2 separate regions of the Xenopus tropicalis genome follow, and region 2 is linked to region 1. Evidence: chromatin contacts called from public Hi-C data. All regions are on one chromosome and are shown on one strand. The core of a region is the stretch at or near the end of the contact, and the rest is flanking DNA. Distances in the headings are between cores, read along the strand shown. Region 1 overlaps col8a1 (collagen alpha-1(VIII) chain). Region 2 holds the start of col8a1 (collagen alpha-1(VIII) chain).

Region 1 (3,598 bases), core at 674-3,173:
CTTGACAAGTATATGAAATTAAAAATTCTACATTCACAGAGATTCCCATAGTCTCAGGGGGCTCAGACTTACTATTATAATTGGAAGGGAACTTTAGATGCATTTGGTGCAGGTATCTGTAGCTCATTAAAAAGATATCAAGCACGTGTGAATATTATTGGAGGAATTAATGCTACGGCACGTTTAGTTGCTTTTCTCGTGGGACACTCCAGCACCCGTTTATAGCATTCATTAATTCACACAATGCCTTGTATTGCACTGCAATATCCATATATAAATGATTACCGTAAATTAAAGCTAATGGTCCAAAGCCTCTCTTTGCACTCCCGTATAGTCTGGCACTGGCACATCTGCCAGCATTTCTGAACTGGGCACAATTGCGCATGTTGATACAGGGAAATCCTGGAGCTAGTGCCAACTTCAACCTGGCAGTAGGTTTCCCACAGCAGCCAGTGTCAATATACGCAGTGTAATTGTGGCTTAAGAAACACAAGTGCACATTTTGATGCATAAGCCTCAACTCCCCCTGGTGGTCACAATTCTGATGAAATTGTAGAAAAAAAATCTGCACTTTTTGTAAAAAAACTAAATGAATTGTGTCCAAAATAGCAATTTGCACACTGCTCTTGTGCAAGTACCCCTGAAACCCCTATTCTCTACACATTCCTTTTTTAGTATCCCACATATAATACCCAAGAACCCACAGCAAAATAAATGCAGTGGAAATTTAATCACAAAGACTTTCTAGGATCTTCAGGGGTGCTGCCACCTCTCACGTGCCATTTCTATGTATGATGCCCCTGAAATTGTCAGGCTAAATATTGTGGCAGTCTTATGTATAATAACCCAGAACACACTACAAGTTAAATGTAGTGCCAACCTAATGTATAATATGTCCATAATTTAAGAAATGTACTGGTGTTGATTTGGGGAGGCTTAGCCTTAATTAAAATCCACCCATGGCACCACAAATCAGACCAGCATGACAGCTCAATATAATTAGGGTGGTGGTTGGAGGAGTTCTGCTACTACTACTAGTTCAAGTAATCTATAGTAATCTATAGCAACTAATCAGGAGGGAGCATTTTATACTGACCCTGTTTATAAGCAAACTTTGGCGGTAGTTGAATTGTGTTCGCAAACAGTGTTATTGACACAGAACAGTCAGGGAACCCACACACCGAGGGCTGCAATTTGCACATGATGGATGCTTCATGGACACATTTTGCGGCACGCAGTGTTACACTGGAATGCTGGGTAAGATTGGTTCATTATGTGTAAAACATGGTGTGCGACCAACAAACCTACCATAACAATACCATTACATTTGGCACAGCATTCATCTAGCACAAACCCTTACCTTGGCACAGCTAATGACTCTTCAGTTATGTCTGGTGCAAACAACCATAAAGTTATATGCATAGGATAAATAATACCTTGATAGAGAGAAACCTAAACATGGTAGAAAATATCCTAGGAAGTTCCATCTACAACCCAATACCCTGACACAGCCTCTGGGGCTGCCAATACAGTGTAAATTTGATGCCAAGTAACAATAATATGCATTTCATCTTGTCATGTTTATTCAGGAAACATTTTGCACATCACTCCACTTTAGTCCTATAGTCAATTACAGCATCTCAAGTTCCTGGGACTAACCTGAGCCCTACATGCTGTATCCGTATCTGTGGCTACCCAGGGTCACTAACCCCACCGCCCAATGGAGCCAGAGCTGAGCCTGCTCACTTGCCCAGCTTCCTGTCACATTGTGCTGATCTGTTATAGGACTACCCTATCAGCTACCCTGTTACTAACTAGACCCACAGGAAAATGGCTTGCCAAGCACCTGCTACAGGATTCTCAAATGTTCATTCAAATGCTACTAGGCCAAAGAGACTCAACCCTTAGCCCAACCCCCTTGTATGGGTTCCTGGGCCAAGGATCTCCCCCTCTCTAAAACCTTTCCAAGGGAGTCCTATAAATGGCCAGCCTTAAGGGTTGCTGCCATCTACTGGCCAAAGTGCAAATTACACTTAATTATTTAGAATATATTATTCACCTTCTTACTTCATACTACTGGGCACTCTCATGATCTTCTTCCACTTCCACTCCACTCTCCAACTGCTGGACTGTCTGACTCAAGGAAACTTATACTCAGTCCATAAAATGGGCAGATTCCACCCCTCACACAGTAGAATGCACAAGTGAGGGAAATATTTAAAAAAATATATTCAGAAAAAGATACTGATTGTGCAGAGCAGTGTTAATGCCTCCATACAGGTTATTTTAATTTGAAATCATACAACAAAGTCAGCTAAACTAAACAGAATTATATTATTATATTGTGTTTACATAACATTCCCCTGTGAATTTAATGATATATATGAGTGGAAGTTGCCCTATTGTGGAGCCGTATCTATTGTTAAGCTGTTGCTCAGTATCCTACAGTATATAAATAGGATATATGTAGCCCTTTAGAGAGCTGACAAGCTAATGAAAGGCCTAACTGTGTGGCTTTAAATCCCTTCCCAAGCAGCAGGGTTACTTTCCTCTGTGCAGCACGCATGCTAAGAACCAAAGGAAGAGGCGGAAAAATGCAATAATGCAAAGAAAATGCCAACAATTCTTTATTTCCTCTCGCTTTGTTTCTTTTTTTTTTGTTTGAGTAGGGGCAGTGGAATGCCGGCCGCTTGCAGCAATAATGGGAATTTCTGATTCTGGCAGCTCCAGAATGTTGTTATGAGGAAATTAATACAAAGATGATTTTATCAAGTTTAGCCTGGCAGACTTTCAGTGATGTCTCTTATCCACAGAAAAGCACCTCTACCTGCCAACAGTACACAGACCTGCTTCCAAAACATGGAACTTCTATCATGTTCTCTATGGACAGGCTATGTACCCTGCTGCCAGGGATACTGGGGGGCTTAGTTAGGACTACTGCCCATTCAGTGGCTGCTAACACTGTTATCTTTCTTCCCTATTAAAGGGTGAGTTCACCTTTGAGTTAACTTTTAGTATGATGTACAGAGTATTCTGAGACAATTTTGAATTGCTCTTAATTTTTTATTATTTGTGGGTTTTTATTATTTCACTTTTTGTGCAGCAGCTTCCCAGTTTGGAATATCGGCAGCTATCTGGCTGCTAGGGTCCAAATTACCTTAGCAACCAAGGAGTGGTATGAAAGAGAAGCTGGAATAGGAGAGGGACTGAATAGAAAGATAAGTAATAAAAGTTACATTAACAATAAAATTGTAGCCTCACAGAGCAACAGTTTTTGGCTGCTGGGGTCAGTGACCCCCCCTGACTTTGAAAAATCAGAAGAAGAAGGCAAATAATCCAAAAACGATACAATTTAAATAATGATGACCAACTGAAAAGTTGCTTAGAATTGTCTACTCATAGTTGTCTAGTTGTCTACGCATACTAAAAGTTAACTTTAAGTTGAACTACCCCTTAAACAACCCCTTTAGCACCAGGCTGGGTCAGAAAAACCAGCTGTGCTGCCACCCTTCTTAGTGCTGGACATCTGTACAATGAAGATCCCCAGTCTCTCTTATGTTCTTTTTATTAATATATATTATTTTCATGGGCACCATGC
Region 2 (3,598 bases), core at 809-3,308, 64 kb before region 1:
CAATTTAGCATTATATCCAAAACTGGATCATGAAGGGTGCCAAAAAATAGCACGAGGATTTACTATATTTGAGTCTCTAATGAGGTATCAGCGCAGTACTATAAATTGGAATTTACATTGAACATACAGATTACAGTATCATACCTACCAACATTTGAAAAATGAAAAGAGGGACAAAAAGATTTGGCACACGAAGCGTGGCAATTTTTTGACCACTCCCACTTTTGTAAACACGCCCAAATTACCACACCCCATTAAAAAAAAATACTCCTTTTATATAGATGAAATGCCGGGATCAGACGCAAATGTGCTTTACCCTCATACTGTACTACCTAAGGAAAACAATATAGCAACTCCTACATTAAAATACAAATATAGAGAGAAGGCAGTCAGTTATAAGTGAGTTATAACTATGTACCAGTTTTGCCCCCCTACACACAATGCCCCCCATACACAGTAGCCCCCCATAGGAGCTCCGCCTTCGTCTGCAGTTTCTCCCCTTATGCGGCTTCTTGTGCGGCGGTGCCAGGCCCTTTTATAAGGTTGCGCGACTGTGCGTAATGACGTCACACGTACCCAGGGGCGCAACCTTATAAAAGGGCCTGTCGCGCTGCACAAGGAGAGGCATAACGAGTAAAGCGGCAGGAGAAGCCAGAATGTCCAGTTCCAGCCAGCGCATCCCACTGTGCTGGATTGTTCAATGAATGTCCCGCAATGCGGGACATTCATGGAACTATCCGGGACAGCGGGATGCGCCATAAAAACCGGGACTGTCCCGTGAAAAGTGGGACAGTTGGGTGGTATGCAGTATATACAAAAATATAACCAATTCCTGATACAAAAGGAAAAAAGAGCTCTGCCCAATAGAACTCACAATCTAAAAGTATAATACATGAGGCAATGGGACATAATGGTAAATAAATATTGTCTTGTAAATCAGACCATGTGACTTATATGAGACAGTTCTGTTTATGGTGCAAGTGCAAAGCAGAGGGCGTATGGATAAAATGGAGCACTGGCACTAACATCTGCCTTAATTGCACCTAGTGAATCACATTTTAATGATGCTGTAAAAACCAGATGCCATTCTCACCTGTGCAACCACTTGCCAATGAGGAAAGTTGCCACACATACCATTTAGCCGATGCTTGATATTTTGCTGGAAATATGGGGACAATGCTGCATTGTGGGTACACATATGGTAACTTGCAAACTGCCTTTCTTTTGTAGAGGGTTTCCTTTACTTAAAACTGACCCAATGCAGTAGCCCAACAAATCAGAAATCAGCTTTCATCAGGTAGAATACAGAAGGCAAGTATCTGGTTGGTTGTTGCAAGTATCTGGTTATGGGTGCCCTGCAGAGTTGTGCCCCTATAACATGGGTTACTACACAAAGGCAATTTTCCCAGGGGGTGGAGCTATACAAAACTGGCCCCTCTAGACTTGAATATTGTCCCCTATGTAATGTTGTTCCATCCATCCCTGCAAGAATGTTAGCTCTTTATTTTAATATGCATTAGCAGCTAAGCACTGGGTCGAGTAATGAGAATTATTTTTCCAAACCAGCCAAAGCCAATTTGCGCAATGAAAAAAAATTCTAAAAAATAAAAGTATAAATGGGAAAACTTGCCTTTTTAAAGCGTATAATCACTACTCATGCTCTGCGGCCCCTCTCCAGTTACTGGGATGGCTGATGTTTCCCTGCCCTCTGTGCCCAGTCCATGCAGGTTGCAGGTAGTTTTCCTGCTTCAGGTTCAGCAAACAGTAATAGAAAATGGAGCTTCTGTCTATAATTGCATGCTGGGTATTGTAGTTTTATATTAATCTTAGCTGAAGGCTAAATGTAAGATACAAACTACATTACCCAGCATGCACTGGGATAGGCATGTCAGAGGAATAAAACTTTGGCTAGTTTCCAAACTATAAACCCACCAAGTCTCTAAAAACTAGCCCAAATTTTTACCTTGGTGGGTTTGTACTTTGGAAACCCACCTGGGCTTTAAATTAGTAGCCCAATTTGGCGAAAAAAACTGCCAACCTGGCAACCCTGAAGGTTATGGATACAGGAAGTGAAAGTGAAGGGGAGGGACACAGCCAGGAATAAAGATGATTTCTACCCTGTTGTTTAAGATCTCCAGGTGGGTTTTTCTAGTTTTACTACACCCCTGCATATGATTATCACAAATTATATGAAGAAATGACTTTATCTGCAGCAAAGCCAAATGCCAAGTGCTGCCCCTTGTGCATAAGGGATGCTTGTGCAGTGATTTACACTCACCCTGGGGGGAACAGTGGGGCCTGTTTGCTTTACTCGCATCTTAAATAACATTTACACATTCCTGTGCGGGTACCAATATCCTAAATGGCCTCTTTATAAAAAGCATTTGGTTCCTTGGAATGTGGGTGTCAACAGTATGAGGGATAATGGCACTTACTGCTATGTGCTCGTCCCTTTTAACTGGATCATTAGAAACTCTTTAAATAATACAGTTTAAAGGTCACTGGATATATATTTGTTCCCATATGAAAAGACTCCTTTATCATTCGCAGGAAAAGAATGCTGTACCCTTACGAACCACGAGACAACCTAAGATATAAAAAACGACACTTTCACTTTCTCTGTAGGTCAGTGCCAGTTATTTAAAGGGTTACTTAATTTTTATGTCCAATGAAAGAAGGCCCAGTGGAGACTAATTTGTTCCTATTTTAGCACTTTGCACAGTTCCCCAGTCTTTGTACAATGCCCCTCTTTTGTAGTTTTATATTTTATGGTAAAATATCTATAAGTGTGGGTTTGCTTTCCTTTATGCTCAGATAGCAAGAGTAAATCCACCAATCATTTTGCAGTTATATGGGAAACAAACAATAAAAGCAATAAATAGGGAAATAAGGATGAGAGGTCCCCAATACTATCACAGGCTTAGGGAAATATTTAAGGACACAGTTCACCCTTTCATAGATATGCCCCTAAAAATCTTATACGATTGAATGGAGAGCTCTAGTGAACTCTATTGTCACACTTCAATAAATGTGCCCCTATTGTAGCATATATATATATATATATACAGTATATATACCATCTGCTTTGCACAGTTCATCAGAAAAAATCTACATGCCATTCTGCTGATCATGAAGAGACTCAGGCAAGGGAGGGAGGAATATGAAAGAGAGCACCACCTGCTGAGGAAACATGTCACTTCAACCAGGCACAACAGTCAGGATAAAGGCATTCTGCATTTACTGTAGTTGTGATTTGCTAAATGATACAATATGAAGGACAACAAAGTTTAGCATTGGGTATTGCATTTTTGTAGAGACTAGTACTTTGGCTTCAAGAACATTTTCATTTTGAATAAATAACAACAACCTGGACAAATGGGTTAATCTACCAAAAAAATGGGGCAAGGTAAAAAATGCAAAAAACGTTTTTTTTACCGAGATATAATTCTTTGTGCTCCTTGAGTGGACTGCAGCACTGCAAACAGGAGGGGCAGGAATGGCCGTAGCTTTGCATATCATCTCCGTTCAAATGCTGGGGGATGCAAGGGTGTCTTGCACTTAATCACAGCTTGTGGCCGGAGTTGCATACACAGCTCCC

Evidence for each region. Hi-C and Micro-C count contacts between places; a contact is called where the count stands out from the background.
Region 2: a contact with region 1 is called in a Hi-C map of neurula embryo, with 2.0 times the contacts expected there. The contact joins the promoter of col8a1 here to the enhancer-like site in region 1. A contact is called at or near these places in 3 of 5 Hi-C or Micro-C datasets (brain, neurula embryo and tailbud embryo).

The regions. Positions count from the first base shown.
Region 1 is chr2:27,879,131-27,882,728 of UCB_Xtro_10.0, reverse strand. All of the region lies in intron 2 of col8a1 (collagen alpha-1(VIII) chain), which reads left to right. Among named protein-coding and RNA genes, the nearest start is that of col8a1, 64 kb to the left of the region's middle. Within about 2 kb of position 1,923, at least 2 of the 11 cell types and tissues checked have an H3K27ac peak or open chromatin away from gene starts, as enhancers often do. A contact at or near this core is called in neurula embryo, where this site is marked.
Region 2 is chr2:27,943,401-27,946,998 of UCB_Xtro_10.0, reverse strand. It overlaps col8a1 (collagen alpha-1(VIII) chain), which reads left to right and starts at 2,058. Exons shown (of 7, transcript XM_031896619.1): 1 at 2,058-2,138; 2 at 2,551-2,625.